Regions from separate parts of the Mus musculus genome. Here region 2 is linked to region 1. The links are chromatin contacts, called in public HiChIP or PLAC-seq maps. All regions are on one chromosome and are shown on one strand. The core of a region is the stretch at or near the end of the contact, and the rest is flanking DNA. Distances in the headings are between cores, read along the strand shown. Region 1 holds the start of Thegl (theg spermatid protein like). Region 2 has its middle 8.0 kb from the start of Gm15831.

What was found. HiChIP or PLAC-seq counts read pairs in DNA pulled down with a chosen protein or histone mark.
Region 2: an H3K27ac HiChIP or PLAC-seq map of trophoblast stem cells shows a contact between it and region 1, with 2.6 times the contacts expected there. The contact joins the enhancer-like site here to the promoter of Thegl in region 1. A contact is called at or near these places in 4 of 39 promoter capture datasets (cranial neural crest, embryonic stem cells, macrophages and 1 more), 4 of 115 datasets of contacts at active chromatin or transcription factors (bone marrow-derived macrophages, embryonic stem cells and trophoblast stem cells) and 5 of 9 other capture datasets (adipose tissue, embryonic trunk, liver and 2 more).

What each region holds. Positions count from the first base shown.
Region 1 is chr5:77,013,446-77,018,265 of GRCm38.p6, reverse strand. Thegl (theg spermatid protein like) reads right to left here and starts at 2,243. Exons shown (of 9, transcript NM_027970.1): 1 at 1,628-2,243. The coding sequence starts at 2,114. 1700112J05Rik (RIKEN cDNA 1700112J05 gene) reads left to right here. Exons shown (of 4, transcript NR_077218.1): 2 at 841-1,021.
Region 2 is chr5:77,128,022-77,132,841 of GRCm38.p6, reverse strand. No RefSeq gene overlaps it. Among named protein-coding and RNA genes, the nearest start is that of Gm15831, 8.0 kb to the right of the region's middle. RefSeq lists an enhancer at 1,849-2,962. Within about 2 kb of position 2,266, at least 44 of the 459 cell types and tissues checked have an H3K27ac peak or open chromatin away from gene starts, as enhancers often do. A contact at or near this core is called in trophoblast stem cells, where this site is marked.

The sequences.
Region 1 (4,820 bases), core at 994-3,493:
ATGGGACTGGTAACACGGCTCAGTGCATGACCTGACAGAACCCACATAAAGATAAGACTCTGCAGAATGTTTCTCTGACTCCACTGTGGTACACACACACACAACCACATATATGCATCATTGGTATATATCCATACACACACAACCATTTTTGAAAATTAAAGTTAGGTGGGATGAGGTCCAACAAATAGAAGGCAGAAATGGCCACCAATAGAAGACAGCTCATCCACCCGAGACGGGAGAAAGGGGTCACTTTAGGTGCAGCACTGTGGTGGAGGAAGAAAAAAAATAATGCGTGTGAGTAGTGTGTGTGTGTGTGTGTGTGTGTGTGTGTGTGTGTGAGAGAGAGAGAGAGAGAGAGAGAGAGAGAGAGTACACACACCCGGGCTCGAGCAGGCCAAGTGAGGATGGCTTGGTGTCTGATCATTCTCCACCTAATTCCTTTGACATCGGGGGCTCCTTCTGTCTGTCTCCCCCATCTGTCCCCTGCACTGGAGTTTAAGAATCACACTCACGACATGGGTGCCAAGATCAGAACTCAGGTCCCCACGCTTACACAACAAGCTCTCTTCCCCACTCTCCAGCCTCAGTTTTGTATGCTTGTTGATGGGGTGTTAAAGAAAGAGAGGGAGAGATGGAAGTGTACACTGGCAAGTGAGGCATTAAGAAATGCAGCTTGAGATGGCTAAGGGGGCCACGTGAAGTTTCAAGGCCATGGATTTAGAGACCAGGCCACAACAAGAGGAGAATAAGAGGAGGAAGTGAATCCTTGGGGGGGAGGGGGATAAAGAAGGCATAGGGTCAAAAGTTGTTTCAAGATAAGAGTGTGTTTGCTCATAGGACTGATTCGTTAGAGGAGAACCTGACGATGTAAGATCAAAGTTCTTCAGGAAACAGTGGAATCTGAGGCCTAGGAGGAAAATGTGCTTCATAAAAAACAAGCACAAGTCTCCCCTGAAAGATGAGAAAAGACAGACTCTGAGTACTCATGTCCGGAGACCAATAAACTGCTGGTAAGCAAGTAAGTGAGTTTGTGATCGGTTATATCCATTTCTTGGTAAAATATAAGGTGCAGTCTTCCATTGGGTGAAAGACAAAGGTGTGAAGGTTGGTGGAGTCTAAAGAGTGCACTTAGCTGTGGGCCTGGAGAGATGACTCAGTTAAGAGCACTGACTGCTCTTCCAGAGGTCCTGAGTTCAATTCTCAGCAACCACATGGTGGCTCACAACCATCTGTAATGAGATCTGATGCCCTCTTCTGGTGTGTCTAAAGACAGCTACAGTGTAATTACATATAATATAATAGTAAATAAATCTTAAAACCAAAGCAAAACCCCAAGTGTAATAGCTGGATGCAATGGTGTACTTAGCCGAAGGATTATGAGAGGCTTCGAGCCCAGAGTGCCTCGAGTACATGGGAGGCACTAGGTTCAATCACTAGGTTCAATCGTGGAAGTGTGAGGTGGCTTCTGTCATTAGGGTGTCAATTTCCCTTTGGATTCCTTGAAGTATAAAGAGAAGTGGCTGTAAACCAGCAGGTAGAGTCAAGTTCCTTAAAACAGCGACCATTTAGCTCGGACTCCCGAGTTCTAAATGGCTGGATTCAACGGGGTCAGGGCTAAACCTACCTCTCAGAGAAGCCAGCTGGAGCCGTGGTAGGTATCTGGCTATCAAAGATGGGGAGGTCATAATCACTGCGTTGGGAAACAAATCATCTTTTCCATCCTCCTGGCGCTCGGATGACTGAAGGGGATCACTGCCCATTAGGGACCGGAAGGAATCACTGGTCTTGCGGGGCTCCAGGGGCTCAATGCCCTTGCGAGACCGGAGGGAATCACTGGCCTTGCGGGACTGGGGAGGATCGCTGGAGTTGTGGGATCTGAAGGATGCGGAGACCTCATGGGATTTGTGAGTCTTGGACCCTTCGTAGTCCTCTTCTTGTCCTTCCTCCCCAACCGCTTCGGCCTCGTCACCATTCTGCACCTCCAGGAGCCTGAGCACAAGGGGCTTCGGTTGGAGTTCAGAGGTTGTGCGTGTTTCTGTCGTGGTCGTGGTGTTCCGCCCATCCGTCACCTCGGATCGCACGGATGAACCTGAGAAGTCTCCTTCCTCCATTCCGGTTAGAAGCTCCGGCTACCCGGCTCTCAAACTCTCCGCCAGCCGCCCAAACTCAGTTCGCGGAGTGGACAGGTGATTCGGGGCCGCCGGCGCCCTGCCCGGGACAGCCTCAGCTCCGCCCCCGCCGCCTGGCCCCGCCCCGCCGGTCCGGCCTCAGCGCTTGGATCACCGGTTGCTATGGAGACGTGACGCTCTCCTAGGGTGCGTCTCTGTTAGACACCGCACCGTGAGACAGAGGCGGGAGAGAGGGATCCTGCTCCCGCTTCCGGTGTGAAGGGAGACAACTCAACCACCCGCGGTACACATATGCTTCCTAACTGGTTAGGTTTCCGAGGTTTCGGAGGTATCCCAACACGGACTCTTTACAAAGGCTGGAAGTGGATAGGAGATTTTTAAGACAGCCCCACCCCTCGTCACTAAGGCAATAAGAAATCTGCAGTTGAGGCCGGGCAGTGGTGGTGCACGCCTGTAATTTCAGCACTTGAAAGGCAGAGGTGGTTTTCTGAGTTCGAGGCCAGCCTGGTCTACAGAATGAGTTCCAGGACAGCCAGGACTGCACAGAGAAACCCTGTCTCAAAAAACAAAACAAAACAAAACAAAACAAAACAAAACAAACAAAAACACCCCACCCCACCCCCAAAAAAGAAATCTGCAGTTGGAATGAAGGCTGTGAAGCGATTGATCCGAGCTTAATATTTGTCAGAATAGTGTAGAGCGTTAACTGCTTCTTTACATGAAATTCTGCACGCCTTCACAGCAAAACACTTCGACGGGTTCTCAATACAAATGTACATTCAAGAATTTCTTGTGTACCACCATCACAGGGCTCACTATCAAAGTGAGATTAAATTCTAGACTGTTAGATAGGCCCCAGTCCGGAGTGCCCCTCTGCAGAGGCCGTTTCCTTGTGTGTTGGATACACATGTGTGTTTCCTCGCCCCCAATAAACGCTTGTCTTCAACTGCTGATTCAGTCCGTGGTGCTTGAGGTGTCTGCTGCAGGTTTTCCTGCCTGTTAATTCTATAGCTGGTGGAGAAAACGAACTTGACCAAGATGCCTAGGCTATCACTAGAGATGAATTAGTGCTATTGATCATGTGATTAATCCTCTGAACAGCACAATTGTGTGTACATCTATTTATTCATAGCGATATTTCTGAAATATACCAAGAGTTTTGTAGCCTTGTTAGGGCCCTTCCTCTCAAATTTCTCTCCTCCCCCATTTTTTTTTTTTTGAGACTAACTTACTTAGCAGTTCAAGTTGGCCTCGAACTTTGCAGTCCATGTTAGCCTCAAACTCCTGTGCTTGTGGCAATCCTCTTGCCACAACTACGCAAGTAATAAGTTAAGTTACAGGTGTTGGTCATGGTGCTGACTTCTCTGCATATCTACACTTGTTTGTTTGTTTGTTTGTTTGTTTTTGGTTTTTCGAGGCAGAGTTTCTATATATACCCTGGCTGTTCTGGAACTCACTCTGTAGACCAGTCTCTCTCTCTCTCTCTCTCTCCCTCTGTGTGTGTGTGTGTGTGTGTGTGTGTGTGTGTGTGTGAAAGCCTGGAAAGTGCTCATTTTCATCACCAAAATAGTATGAGAAAGAAGGGAAGAATTGATGGCGTTTCAGTCCTCTGTTTTCAATGGAAGGAATTAAAAATGTTAAGAAATAAAACATCTGTCAAAATATACAGTTAAAGACACCATTTACACAATTTGGGGTACTTGAATTTACTATCCTATAAAAAAACTAACGACAACATTTTTGTGAAAGTTAATAGGAGTGGAACTAGGAGACTCATTCTAGGGTATGAATGTACCAGGTAATCTGTTGCATTAAACTCATTTAAAAAAAAAAGTCGAATTAACATTTTGGGAGCTGGAGTAAATGAGCCAGCTATTAAGATCCCTTATAGCCCTGGACAGATGGCTCAGTGCTTAAGAGTGTCTACTGAGCCGGGCGTGGTGGCCACGCCTTTAATCCAGCACTCGGGAGGCAGAGGCAGGCGGATTTCTGAGTTCGAAGCCAGCCTGGTCTACAGAGTGAGTTCCAGGACAGCCAGAGCTATAAAGAGAAACCCTGTCTGGAAAAAAAAAAAAGACTCCATTTCCAAGGAGTCCAAAACTACTTCTGATCTCTGCATGCTCCTGCATACGTGTTGTACGTACCATACATACACCCAGGCATCACACATATGCTTGAAAGGTTTTTTTCCACTTGCTGCTCTTGCAGAGAACCCACGTGGTGGCTCACAAATGACCATACTCCAATTCCGGGGAATCTGGCATCCTCTCCTGGCCTCTTCAGGAACTAGGTACACATACACAGTACACTTTTGAGCATCCCTAAAGATTTTATTACATTTTTGTATATCTGTTGTATGTGTATGTATGCCTGCCACTGTGAACATATGGAGGTCTCTCTCTCTCTCTCTCTCTCTCTCTCTCTCTCGCCCCTAATATGCATTCCTCAGTATGATGAACTTCCTAAGCTGACTGCTAAGCCCCCTTTTCTGGTACAGACAAACGTGAGTTAGATTTCCACTGATCCAAACAAAGTTCCAGCACTTCAGAGGTGCTCAATAAATGTTTACAAAGGGAATAAGTAAAACTGCATGCACCTCTTGGTGTTTTAACTGAACCTGTATTTTCTAAGCCTGAAAGGCTGCCAATCGATACCAAGTTCTCCAAGGAAATAAACACTCCCCTAGTG
Region 2 (4,820 bases), core at 1,017-3,516, 110 kb before region 1:
GAAACAAAACCAGTGGATGTGCATGTGCATAGAAACTGACTCTGGTGGTTACAGAAGTTGAGTCCAAGCCTGAATGATGCACACAGACAGACTAGTCTAAAGACTGTCTGTTGTACATTCAGAAAGATCCAGTGCTGTGGATAAGCCTGAAGCAGTCTACTGGAGACTTCTCTCCTTATCTACAAAGCTAGTCTTTTTCTTTTTTTTTTCTTTTTTCTTTTTTTGGCTAAGCAAAGCTTTCAGTGGGTTGGATAAGGTAATGGTGGCCTTCCTAATCCTATGTTCATAATCAGCTGAATCAACCTCACTGAAAAACATCTGCATAGAAATTCCTAGAATAAGGTTTGCCAAAATATCTTGGCCTGTTATGGGCCAACCAAGTTGACACACAATATTAACAATCCTTGTATCTTTAATCAAGTCAGCCAATGGCAGGTTCATAGTAGGCCAAGTGGCAGGAACCTGCAACCCACAGGATAGATATGTCCTGGGAACACAGTCACCCTCATTCACATATACTGTCCTCGACTCCTTATGTACTGTCATGGCGGAGCTGAGTAAATAAAACCAGGCCATATGCTGAACCTAAAATAGGTCCTGGAACAGTTGGCTGACCTCTGACCTCCGTTCTTGATTTTGTTTGTCACAGCATCGCTCTGTACTCCAGACGGCCTTGAACTCATAATCTTCCTGCCTCCACCACCTCCTGAGCCCTGGGATTCCAGGCTTGTGCCACCATAGCCAGCTATGACCTTTGCTGCCAGTGGCTGGTTGCCTAGCTAAACACTGGAGGTCTGAAAAGGTACAGAAGGAAATCAATGATGGGCAATCAGTGACCTCCGCACAGAGGAGCACAAAGGGCTGATCCGGTGTAAGAAGTCTGCCGGTCATTCCACAACAAACGTGCTTTGAGCAGCTTAAGCGATACTGAAGGATATAAAGGAGCAGAAGAAGCCCTTTGCTCTACATCAGGATTGACCTATTGTAGGGCCAGGAGGAGGCAACGGTCCTTGAACTCACAGTGGCTGAGAGGATGAACTAATTACCAGCCGTGTGGCTCAACTTCGCAGAACCTCAGGTTTCTCCTCTCTACCGTGAGCAGAGTCCCATTTTGTCACTGGATCGTTCTAGGAATTAAACAAGGTCACTTATGTAGTACCTAGCCCATGACAAGCCCTCTCACCTTGCTTGATAATGAAAGAAATAATAAATTAAGTGAACTTTGTGTGCATGCCAGTCTCAGGGCCGTCTGCATACTAATTCATTATCCTCATAATTGCCCTATGAGGTGGGCTTGGCCATTATCCCCATTTTCTGAGAAGGTCATGGAAAGATTGTAAGAGTCCATGATTTGTGGAAGAATGATACCCCAGACTCAAATAGTATGTAAACACAAAGAGTCTTTTATTTTGCAGAAGTCCAGCATGCTGGGGTCTACCTTTTATAAAGATGGAGATCCAGAAGTAAGCTCAAAGACCTGATTTAAAGCACATTAGGGGAATTCTGGGGAGCAGTAGGTGACCTCTATCTTAATCTGTTCGATCTATCTCTAGGGACATTCTGGGACCATCGCTGGGGTGTGGGAGGCTAGAAGTCTGGAAACTGTTGCTGAGGAAGTGTGGAAACTGCTGCTGACCCATTGTCCTTGCCTGAGGCCAGGTGGTGGGGCAGCTTCTGAGGCCTGGACTTGCCTAGATTTGCTCAGTTCTTGGAAACAGAGATTTAGGCCTAGTCTCCTGAACTGCTCTTTGGAAGCCTGTCATGGAGTTAGCCTGTCTCAAGATCAGGAATCTCACCAGGTCACAGAGTTGGCAGTTAAAATATAGCCTGCCTGATCTCTGAACCCCAATGTCAAGCTGTCCCCACACCTCCCCTTGCCTCCCCAGGCCTTGATCCATCTGTTTTTAGTCCTCTGGCTACAGGGCGTTCATGGTGTATCAGGGAAGCCAAGCACATGCTTGAATAAGAGGCTCACTGACAATAGGAGGCAGTGGAGAAGGTGACACGTGAGTGGTTTCATTCAGATAAGGGCAGTTGTCAGGGAAGGGGTCAGTGGAGATGGGGCCAAACAGGGTGATGACAGACAGGCAAGAACGAGAAACTGGAGGACAGGCAGTGTGCCTGGCATGGGGCGTTGAGTAGGTGAGGGAAAGCAGCAGCATAGTTGAGAAATAACAAGCAGCATGGGAAGTCCACAGGGGAATTCCGAGAGAAGGGCTAGACGCTGTATCAGACGAAGAAGGAACATGGGTGTGGGTGTCTGAAGCCGCAGAGTATTCACCTGACGGCGGGCAGTCCCTCGAAGGCTTTGAGCAGTGAACTCGCGAGATGCAGGCAGTATCTCCTTACAAATACAGTAGTGGTTGAGAGAGGTGTGGCGGGCACAGGATGTTGGGAGACTAGAGGCTATTGGCCTGATCTGGGCATGAGGTAATGAGAATCTGAAGTCAAGCATTAGCACAAGGTGTCGGTGGAGTGACAGGGACGTGAGAGATGTCACAGGAGCTGAGAGTCCCCAGGGATGGCTGCCACAATATGGGTAAGCCTGGACACTAGGAGGCGATTGTTTAGAACAGGGGAGCTCAAGGGGGCCTCCATTCACCCCAATCTTCTGTAAGGTCTCTGTATCCGGGGAGCCCCTCCATGTCCTCCAGAGGTAGACCCAGAAGCCAGGAGCTGTTAAGTGGCTGTACAGAGTTAGTTCTAGAGGTCAGGAGGAGTGGCTTTCAACAATCAGCAGAGCATTGTTTCATTATCTTAACTTTGAGCATGTGTTCTCTCTAAATACCAGAATTAGTTACTTATCAGGGTTCTCTGGACAGCCTCTGGGTAAAACAAACTTTGGAATTTTAAGGACCTTCTTCAGGTTGCCCACAGTACTGGTTTGTAGGTATATCTTATTATAAAAACTGCTTAAATTGTTTTTTTTTTAAATTGAGGCAGTTTGTGATAACAAGAAGTCCTTTAAAAATAAAGAAAATAATTAAAATATGGGAAAGCACGGCTGGGGATATAGCTCACTTGGTGGAGTAGTTGCCTGGATGAAATAAAGTCTTGGGTTTATTCCCCAGTAAAACACACACACACACACACACACACACACACACACACACACACAAACACTCACTCACTCATACATACCCACATTCACAGACATACACACATTTACACACACGCACACACATAGGCATACACACAGAGACACAGACACACACACATTTACACACACATCACTCACACACAGACATACACACACAGACACACACACACACAGACACACATTTACACACACTCACACAGACACACACACACACACATTTACACACACACATACACACTATGGTGCCAAGGACCAGCCTCATCTTGGAGAGGGGGTCATGAGGAAGGAGTATTTGAGAGTGGCAGAAGAAATGACTTGAGATTAGTGGTGGGTGCAAGCTGACAGCTCTGTCTTCTGCTCGAGTTGGCTCTTCAAAGAGCTGTATGTTCAGCTCTTAGAGATCAAATCCCAGTCTTTTATTTATATATCAACTCAGTCATTACCCCAAGTTCCCTATTGATTACCCCACCAATCAGCATTTTATGACCTTAGCTCCTTGATTCTTAGAAATCAGCAAGTACATTTTTAAAACGTGGCAAATGAACTCAGAGACCTGCCTGCCTCTGTAAGCACAAACATAAGTTTAGCTGCGGGGGGTGGGGGGTGGGGCGGAATCCCATCCTGAGATCCTGAGATTACCATTCCCATTATGCCTGGATCTGAACTTGCTCTGTCCCAGGCTGACCTTGAACTCAGGAATCTAGGCAGAGTCTTTGTAAGCACAAACAATAAACTTAGCTGGGTGGGATGTTGCCCTGAGATCATCACTCCCTATATCTCTTTAACTCTTCCCTTAATATCTTTCTGACTCATTAGTGCAGCTGTCTCTGTTCTTTTAGGTCTATAAAGCCCCGCATACAATTCATAGTGCATCCTTAAATTTTGCACAGTTGAGAAACTATATATTCTTGAACTCATATTTTCAGAGTTCTTTCCCACAGCTTTAAGGGCTGTCTTGAAGGTCACAGCTTTTACCATTTTGCTGAGAAACACATTCTATCCTTCTGGACTCATGCTGTTTCTTATTATCATGGAGTTATTAACCTTAATGGGGAGAGCATTCCCTGAAGGAAGAGCATGAAAATATGTACATTATTATACAAACAAGCTTTACTCCTAGCAACCGTCAACATTGTGCTCCAGGAACAAGAACTGTCTCATGATGTCCCTTCCACAGCCATGCAGGACTTGGCAATATGGGTAAGTCACAAAAGTTGTATATGTGTGTCTACCCAAAATTCCTATGCTGACATTCTAACCTGTAATGTGATGGTGACTGGAGATGGGTCCTTCAGAAGATAATGAAGTCGCAACGGTGGAACATTCTTAAAGACCCTGGAGATCTCTCAACCCTCCTTAGCCATAGGGAGCATAATGGAAGAACTGTTCATGAACCCTTCCTTGATACCAGCAGAACCTTGATCTTAGATTTTCCGGTCTCCTTACTGAGAGATATGTTTGTTGTTGGCTTACAGAACTCTGTTAAGAAATCTGGAACCAGCTAAGACAGTTTTGCATTTGAAAACATAATCTGAATGCACAGCTAAAGTGAGCTTCCAAATTTGACTCTGAGACTCCTACTGTCCTAGATAAAATGAGGAATAAGGTGAATTTCCTTAAGTTAATTATGAAGATTGATCTAAATTCTTCAAAAAGATTTTTTTGAAATGATTTCTACTTTTAAGATTATATCATTTCTTCCTTCACTTTCCTCAATCCA